2 separate regions of the Mus musculus genome follow, and region 2 is linked to region 1. Evidence: chromatin contacts called from public Micro-C data. All regions are on one chromosome and are shown on one strand. Each heading gives the region's core, a stretch centred on a gene start, on an enhancer-like site or on the middle of the called end of the contact. The rest is flanking DNA. Distances are from core to core; before and after follow the strand shown.

Region 1 (4,012 bases), core at 307-2,806:
TGACTCAGAATAATTCCACAGTGCCCTTCTGGGAAGGGTGTGGCTAATGCCTGTAACCCCATCATTTGTGAGGTTCAGACAGAAGGATCCCGGGCTAGCCTGGACTGTGTGATTCACACACTAGGGCCATGTGGGTAGAGGGATGAAGAGTTGAAGAGCTGCCTATCATTGACCTGTTGTGTGTCTTTGGCGCTGTTTTCTTTTCTTTTTGATTAATGATGTGGGAAAGGGATGCCTACTGTGGGCAGTGCCACCCCAGGCAGGTGGTCTAGATGGTTATAAGAAAGGTAGTTGAATGTGAGGCTAGTTAGCAGCACTGCTCCATGGCCCCCTCCTCCATGCCCTCTGCTCCAGTTCCTGTCCCTAGGCTCCAGCCCTGACTTACCTCAGTGATGGACTGTGATGTGGGAGTTGTAGACTGAAATAAAACCTTTCCCTCACGTTGTATTCGGTCATAGTGTCTGTCACAGAAACACAAAGCTACATAGAAAGATCCTGTCTGAAATAATAACTTGTAGTGTGCTGTTCATGTTGGCAAGGGTCTTTGAGCTGAGAGATAAGGAGTCCCACTAGGAAAGTGACTAGAGAATGCAGCCAGTGGAAGGTCCTGAGGCAGGAATGCGCTTGATGTGATAGGTCAGAAAGTAGCCGAAAGGGAGGGATTCCATCTGAATCCTCAGAGGATCACAGGCAGGGGGACGGCCACAGGAACCAAGCAGAAGTACGATTTTCTGGTGGTGCCCTGAGCTGTCTGTCTCTGCCCTTTCTCACTGGGACAGGGATATTTTTCCCACTTAACAGAAAAGAAAGGTGGGGTGTGGGGGAGGGACCTGCCTCAGGCATGGGCTGCATTGACATAACCAATACAAAGTGGCTGTTTTAAAAACAGCCTGCTGGGCAGTGGTGGCATACACCTTGAATTCCAGTACTTGGGAGGCAGAGGCAGGCTGATCTCTGTGAGTCCAAGGCCTACAGAGCAAGTTCCAGGCAAGCCAGGGCTACACAGAGAAACCCTGTCTTGAAAGCCTAAAACCAAATCAAACCACCAACAACAAAACAACCTGAGCCACTAATCCCAGCTCCCAATTCTCTAGCAGAGATAGCTGGATCTCGGTGAGTTTGAAGCCTGCCTGAAAAATGTGGGGTCCTGTCTCAAAAACACGTTTCTTCATTGCCTATCTGATATTCATAGTCAAGTTCACATCATTTGAGCTGACAACCCAACAACTATCCTGAAACTCAGGGCTGCTTAGTTTGAAGCCTTTGCTTCATTTCCTATCCCCTGTTACTTCCCGGGTAATTTCAGAAATGGAGAACCTCAATTCTCCACGGCCAGTAGCCATCACACGGGTGGCTCTCTTACTGTCTTCCTTCCAATCACACAAGGACTAGAGTGGGAAGACAAACTAGACAGGCCCCGCCCTCGACGTCGAGACCTCGCCCCCAGCCCGGAGGTCTCTGAGACATCCACGCGCCGCTAGCCGGCGCTGCGCAGGCCCCGCCCCCTGAGCGCAAAGCCTCCGCCCCTCCCAGAGGCCCCTCCCACGCCCCCGGCTGCGCTGCTCTAGCTTCAGGCTTCAGAAGCTGCGGCCGCAGCACCGCCTCCTACCCGGGGCCCGGTTCCAGCCCCTCTGGCCCGGCGCACTGGACATGGAGCTCCGAGCAGCGCATCCTGAGCCCCCAGCGCACTCCAATCCGCTCGTTCGGTTAGCGCCCAGCTTGGGGAGGGGACGGTGGAAGCTAGCCGGGTGAAAACCTCACATCCTGCCCGCCCCAGGCCTCTCCATCACCCCGCGGTAGAGAGTTGGGATGGATGGGAACGATGTTCTCCTGGCTCCTGGCTTTCTTTGCCTGCCTCCGACCGAATGGATGACCTTGAGCCGAGAGCGTCTCCTCTTTGCCTCTCCTTCCCCATCTGCACAATGGGAATTGGTTTGGCAAGGTCTCTGAACTCACGGCCTTTAGAATGGGACACGTTGTCACATGCTTGGAGACTTAAAGGCTTTTGGTTCCTGGGCCCGTTTTTCTTGATCTGGATTTGTCTCTTCCCTTGCCTCAGTTTCTCTCATATCCTGGGACCAGCTTCCAGCCTTTCTCATCCCAAGCACTGGAGACAGCAGCCTCCAGACTGCTAAGAGCAGAGACAGCATGAAGGCCCCGGTAAGTGACAGGGAAGAGAAAAAGTTGCCTGGGGATTTGGGGGTGACCTGGGTAGAGCTTTACAGCCGCCTCCCACACCCGGAGTTACAGTGATCCCCTAACCCCTTTTGGTGTCGGGGGATGAAACTCAGAGCCAGGCACATGCTAAGCACATGCTCTAGCATGGAGTCCCTCCCACAGCCCTTAGTAGTTGCTTCTGCGCCAGCCCCCTGCTCCTGGGGCTGTGTGACCCCAGGCCGGTGTCTTCCCCTTTTGGTTTCAGTTTGTTTTTCTCACCTAGAAATGGAAGTAACCCGGTGTCACTTAGTTGGGAGGGAGGTGTGAGACTGAGTGTGACGCTCTGGTCTTTCTGTCTTTACCAGTGAGCCCCCTGAGTGCTGGAGTGGGGAGGTTAATTACCACTGCCCAAGTCAAGGTCTCTGGTCCCTTGTGGGCAGCAGACCAGTTGTTGTGTAGAGCCGGAGGCCTTAGGAGCTGTGAACCCGGTCTCCTGGACAGCTGGCCACACAGAGAAGACTTATTTTTAGAAACTGATGTGGCTTATGGACAGACAAGGAAGGGTGGGCCCCTGGCAGGATGTGCTGGGGGCTGTTCTACACCTCTGCCTTTCTGGGTACACTGGCTAGCTCCTAGTGTTTCTTCTGGAATGACTTTGGGCCTAGAAAACTGGAGTTCTGAGAGTCACAGGTACTGAGATGGATGGCCCAGCACACAGTGGTAGACACCTTGCTGGGTGCTTTCAGTGGGTGTGCAGGAGGTCACCCCCAGGTGACCGACCCAGAGGGCTTCTTCAAGTGGCTTTCGGTGTATTTCTTCTAGAAGTGGGAGAGGCTGAGCGGAAGCATCCCAACTGTTGGAAGCATTTTCTGTTTATTTGTTTCAGTTTTTGAAACAGGGTCTTGGTCTGTAGTCCAGGCTAGCCTGGAACTCACTGTGTAGCCCAGGTTGGCCTCACACTTGTAACAGTACTGCCTCGGGCAAGGAATGAGCTACCATGTTTATTATTAGATTAGACATTTAGATTATTAGATTATTATTAGATTAGATGGAGATAGCTATCTAATCTATTTTATCTACCTATCTAAATAGTGGGTGGTTGTGTGGCGCCCTGCCTGGGCTCTTGGAACCTGGCTCCTTTGCAAGCACAGAAAGCGTGCCACTACCACCAAGCCAGTCCTTGAAAGTGTTTTTAAAAAAGATTTATTTATTTATTTATTTTATGTATGTGAGTACACTGTCACTCTCTTCAGACATACCAGAAGAGGGCATCGGATCCCATTACAGATGGTTGTGAGCCACAATTTGATTGGTGGCTGGGAATTGAACTCAGGACCTCTGGAAGAGCAGTCAGTGCCTTAACCACTGAGCCATCCATCTCTCCAGCCTCTGAACGCATTTCTTAAGTGATGCTTTCCTCAAAGTCCCCCTCCACCTCCTGGACTGCCCAGCCAGCCCAGGGGACACACTGGGTCAGCTGGGGATAGGGTAGTGGAGGTAGCAGTGGCCTGGGGTGACTGCATAGTGTATCTGGGTTCTAGATAAGAGTTTGGGTTCTGCCATTTGAAATTTGCACCCTTGCTGTGTGGCTCTGAGCAGCTTCACCCCAACTGAGTGTCCTGACCTGGAAAGAGGGGAATTGGGGGACTTGTCTCTAGATTCATCCCTGAAGTAGGTCTCACCAATGGAGCTGCAGAGGTTCTCCATGGGGAGGCTGGGTGTTATTTGCAGGTACCCCGCAGGCACGTGACCTCTGTCTCCCTCAGGGCCGCCTTCTGCTCCTCACACTGTGCATCTTGACATTCTCTGCTGTCTGTGTCTTCCTGTGCTGCTGGGCCTGCCTGCCGCTCTGCCT
Region 2 (3,861 bases), core at 387-2,886, 260 kb after region 1:
CCTAGGGATACTTGCAGCCTTAACCACCAATTCTCCTCAGAAAACAATTCAAGTAGCCTTTACAGCACGGGTGCTAGCATAAGCATTTAAAAAGGTCGACTTTTGGTTTTGTTTTTATAATAATTTCTCCTGATGTACTATATCAGGGAAGAGTATCCCCCCCCCCTACTCATACCAGTCAAAAGATAAGGGTTAGGCAGTTAGTACGCTCAACAGTTATGCTGCATTTGATGGGGGGTGGGGGGCGGGGAGGAAGCTGCCATAGAACAGGATCACTGAAAAGGGAAACTGTAAATTTCCACCTCTCCTACAGGGAAAAGGCACTTTCATTTTCTCTCTCACTCTAAAAAGATAGCCAAAGTCACAGCAGTGTTCACGCGGTTTCATTGTAAAGACGTGCCAAAATACTTAAGAGGCACTATTTTTCTACCTAGGTCACCCATCTTTGAGAATACCGACAGCCCGCCCTCACTTCGACGCTCCCCATCCATTATTAAAAAAAAATAAATAAATAAATTTAAACATGTCTGCTGTGCCTTTCATGCAAACCTATAAACAGTCACATCTTCCCCGCAGCGACGCCCAGGTCTGAGTCCCACAAGCAGCGAGACTGCAGACTGCGGCGCTGGCTGGGGCCACTCCTCCCGCGACACTCCGAAACTGCTCCCCTTTCCCTTGGGATTTCTAAGGGTTCGGACCAGCTAAGACCCCTCCCTTTAAGTCCAGCCCGGGGAAGGGGAGGCGGAGAGAGCCTTGCGGAAGCAGTGCCACAGGAAAACCCCGTGTCCCCTGCCCAGCTGGCAGGAGTGGCCCTGGCGGCGCGCGCCCAGCCGCTCCCAGGTGGGTCTCTGCAGCCGGGGACAGCGCCCTGCTCCCGGGAGAGGGAGGCAGGGAGGGAGGAGGACGCAGGCCAGGCTTCGTTCGTCACGATTCACGAGGGAGGGTGGGAAAGAGGGAGGGATTGGAGACAGAAAGAAAGGGGGGGGGGAGCGGAATTGAGAGCTCTGGATATGCAGAAGGCAAGGAAAGGAGACGGTAGGAAAGGAATACGTCTGGAGAAGAGTTGGGGTGCAGAAGGGTGATGCTGCAGAGGAGGGTGGTGGGCTGGAGGGGATAAAGGCGCGGGTGGGGGAGGTGAACAGGGAGAGAGAGAGAGAGGAGAGGGATGGGATGAAGGGAGAGATGGCGTGATGGAAGTGAATGGATGAAGGTAAAAAGGAAAACGAGATGTTTATGAAGGCGAGGTATGAGGAGGAGGGATGGGATGAAGAGAGGTGGAGGAATAGAGACTGAGGAGGCGTCTGGGGTGAGGAGGACCGAGGTGAAGAGGGGATCTGGGTGAAGCGTGAGTCAGGGAAGCCTGCTGGCCGCAGGAAGCCAGAGGGGCATCCCTCCCGGGAGGGCGGCGCCTGAATAACGGGTTTCGCCGGCCCCGGGGCAGCACCCGGACGCCACTTACTCTCTCCGACCACCGCCTTGAGGCCAATGGGGGCCATGGCGTTCTTCGAGTCTTCGGGCTCCGATGCTCCTCCCGCGACACCGTCGCCTCCCCCGGGCCGCGCGCCCCGCTGTCTGCAGCCCGCCGCCCCGCAGTCGCGCTCGGGACCGACTGACGCGCGGACTCCGCGCGGGGGCGCGACTCGGGCCAAAGCGAGGCTGTGTAGCGGCCAGCGCGCGCGGGAGGGGCGGGGCTGCGGGGCGGGGCCTCGCGCCAGCCGTCATCGTCACCCGCGCGCTGCCGCCAATAGAAGCGCGGCCCGGGCGCGAGACCCCGCCCTCCGGGATGCAGGCTCCGGGAGCGCCCTCCCCTGCGCCTCACGCTCGCGCCAGGGCCTCAGGGTCCTAAAATCCCCTCGCCAGCCCTGCACGGGCTGCCCAGGTCATGGGAATCTCCCTAAAGCCAGGCTGTGATGCTCTTCCTGCTTTTTTGGGAGCCTTCCATTTTCTCCTGCCAAAAAACCGAACTCTGAGAGCAGATTCTTATTAACTGTAGTCCCATTCCCAGCCACAACATAGGCTTACAGTACACTGACACTATCCCTGTGTCTCTGTGGTCTGTTTACCATTGATGGAGAGCTAAGCTCTGTGTTACACACCTTTCAGGTATCATTTTACTAAATTCGCGCAATAACCGAACATCATTTCTAATCTTCATTTTCAGGTACAAAAACACACCCGAGGCGCTTGCTGTTGTACCATTTATCTATCAGTCACTAATGAATATTATTCTCCCATAACTATGTATAAGCTATGTATATGAATTACTATGGATATTCTGTATACTGGAGCTGCACTCGTGCACAAGACATGGAACAAATCCAGTAGTTTCCAAAGTCCAAATCTAATTAGGAAATACTACAGAATCAACTCTGGACTCAGCATCTCCTTCCTCCTGTCTACATGGTCACATACTGGTTTTCGAGGTTCCATCTTTGCTAATGAAGAAGGTTGCTTTGGAAATACAGAACAAGAGTAGGAGACGTACCTCAGAGGTGGAGCACTTGCTTGTTATATGCAAGGTCTCCACTTTGATCCCTGATGGTGGAAAATAAAATAAAGTGCAAAGAAAAAATGAACAAGTCCAACTAACTTAAAAATCACAAAGGATGGGGCTGGAGAGATGGCTCAGTGGTTAAGAGCACTGGCTGTTCTTCCAGAGGTCCTCAGTTAAAGTCTTAGCATTCACATGACAGCTCACAATTGTCTGTGACTGTATCTAGTAGGACCAAATGCCCTCTTCTGATGTGCATACATGCCAACAGAATACCCACATACATAAAATACATGCATGAATAAATCTTTTTTAAAAACATTTTTAAAAGGAAAAATCACAAAGGAGCCAGGTGTGGTAACACATACCTTTAGTCCTAGCACTCAGGAGACAGAAAGCTAGGGGGTCCCTGAGTTTGAGACCAGTCTGGTCTACAGAGCAAGTTTCAGAAAAGCCTGGTCTATAGAACAAGTTGAGGGACAGCCAGGGCTACACAGAAAATCGCTATCTTTACAAACAAACAAGAAAGAACCACAAAGGAGGGCATAGCAGCACAGACCTTTAATCCCAGCACTTGGGAGGTAGAGGCAGGACAAACTCTGTGAGTTCTTGGCCAGCCTGGTCTACATAGTGAGTTTCAGGCAAGCCAGAGCTACATATACCCAGTTTAAAAAAACAAAACAAAACAAAACAAAACGACAACAACAAACTCCCAAAGGCAGAGCTATTGAGAGGGCTCAGTGGGTAAAGGCACTTGTCGTCTGGCCTTATATCCTAAGTTTGACCCCCTGGAATCCAGTTAGTGCATGGAGCAAGCAGACTCCCACACGTTCTCTGACCTCCACACACGCACAGTGGCGCTTGGTATCAGACATTAGGTAAATATAATAAAACTTTTACAGCAGTTCTCTGGAACCAACTCCCTAAAATTGTCTGACTTCCACATGAGTGCCACAGAGTGTGTACATACATCATACTTACGTATACATATAATAAAAATTTTTTTAATCATAAAGGACTGCTAGACACGGTGGCAAACATCCCAGTGTTTGAGAGGGTAAGGCAAGAGACTTTCTGTGAACTTCTGCCAGCCTGGGCTACATGGTAATCTCCTGTCTCAAAAACCTGAAACAAATAGGCTACAAAGTATGGCTATGAAGTCCATGAGTACCCCACACGTGTGGACAGCCCTGTGATCTGGGACCCTTTCCGCATATCATTCAGAAATCAAGTGATTTTTTTTTTTTATAGACGAGGACCCTGGGATTCAGAGAGGCTGTATTGAGTAGTGGCCAAGTAGTAATTCAAGTACTTTTTAAAACAAATGCATTTATTTATTTATTTATTTATTTAATCTATCGATCTATTTA

The links. Hi-C and Micro-C count contacts between places; a contact is called where the count stands out from the background.
Region 2: a contact with region 1 is called in a Micro-C map of embryonic stem cells, with 2.8 times the contacts expected there. The contact joins the promoter of Stxbp1 here to the promoter of St6galnac4 in region 1. A contact is called at or near these places in 13 of 39 promoter capture datasets (the 3T3-L1 cell line, 3T3-L1-derived adipocytes, the C10 cell line and 8 more), 2 of 15 datasets of contacts at CTCF or cohesin (embryonic stem cells and large pre-B cells), 42 of 484 Hi-C or Micro-C datasets (B cells, the Ba/F3 cell line, the C2C12 cell line and 18 more), 7 of 115 datasets of contacts at active chromatin or transcription factors (embryonic basal ganglia, embryonic stem cells, large pre-B cells and 3 more) and 4 of 9 other capture datasets (adipose tissue, embryonic stem cells, liver and 1 more).

Annotation. Positions count from the first base shown.
Region 1 is chr2:32,585,522-32,589,533 of GRCm38.p6, forward strand. St6galnac4 (ST6 (alpha-N-acetyl-neuraminyl-2,3-beta-galactosyl-1,3)-N-acetylgalactosaminide alpha-2,6-sialyltransferase 4) reads left to right here and starts at 1,557. Exons shown (of 6, transcript NM_001276425.1): 1 at 1,557-1,706; 2 at 2,060-2,160; 3 at 3,924-4,012. The coding sequence starts at 2,149.
Region 2 is chr2:32,845,596-32,849,456 of GRCm38.p6, forward strand. Stxbp1 (syntaxin binding protein 1) reads right to left here and starts at 1,637. Exons shown (of 19, transcript NM_009295.2): 1 at 1,460-1,637. The coding sequence starts at 1,496. Gm13524 (predicted gene 13524) reads left to right here and starts at 341. Exons shown (of 2, transcript NR_166175.1): 1 at 341-840; 2 at 2,162-3,861.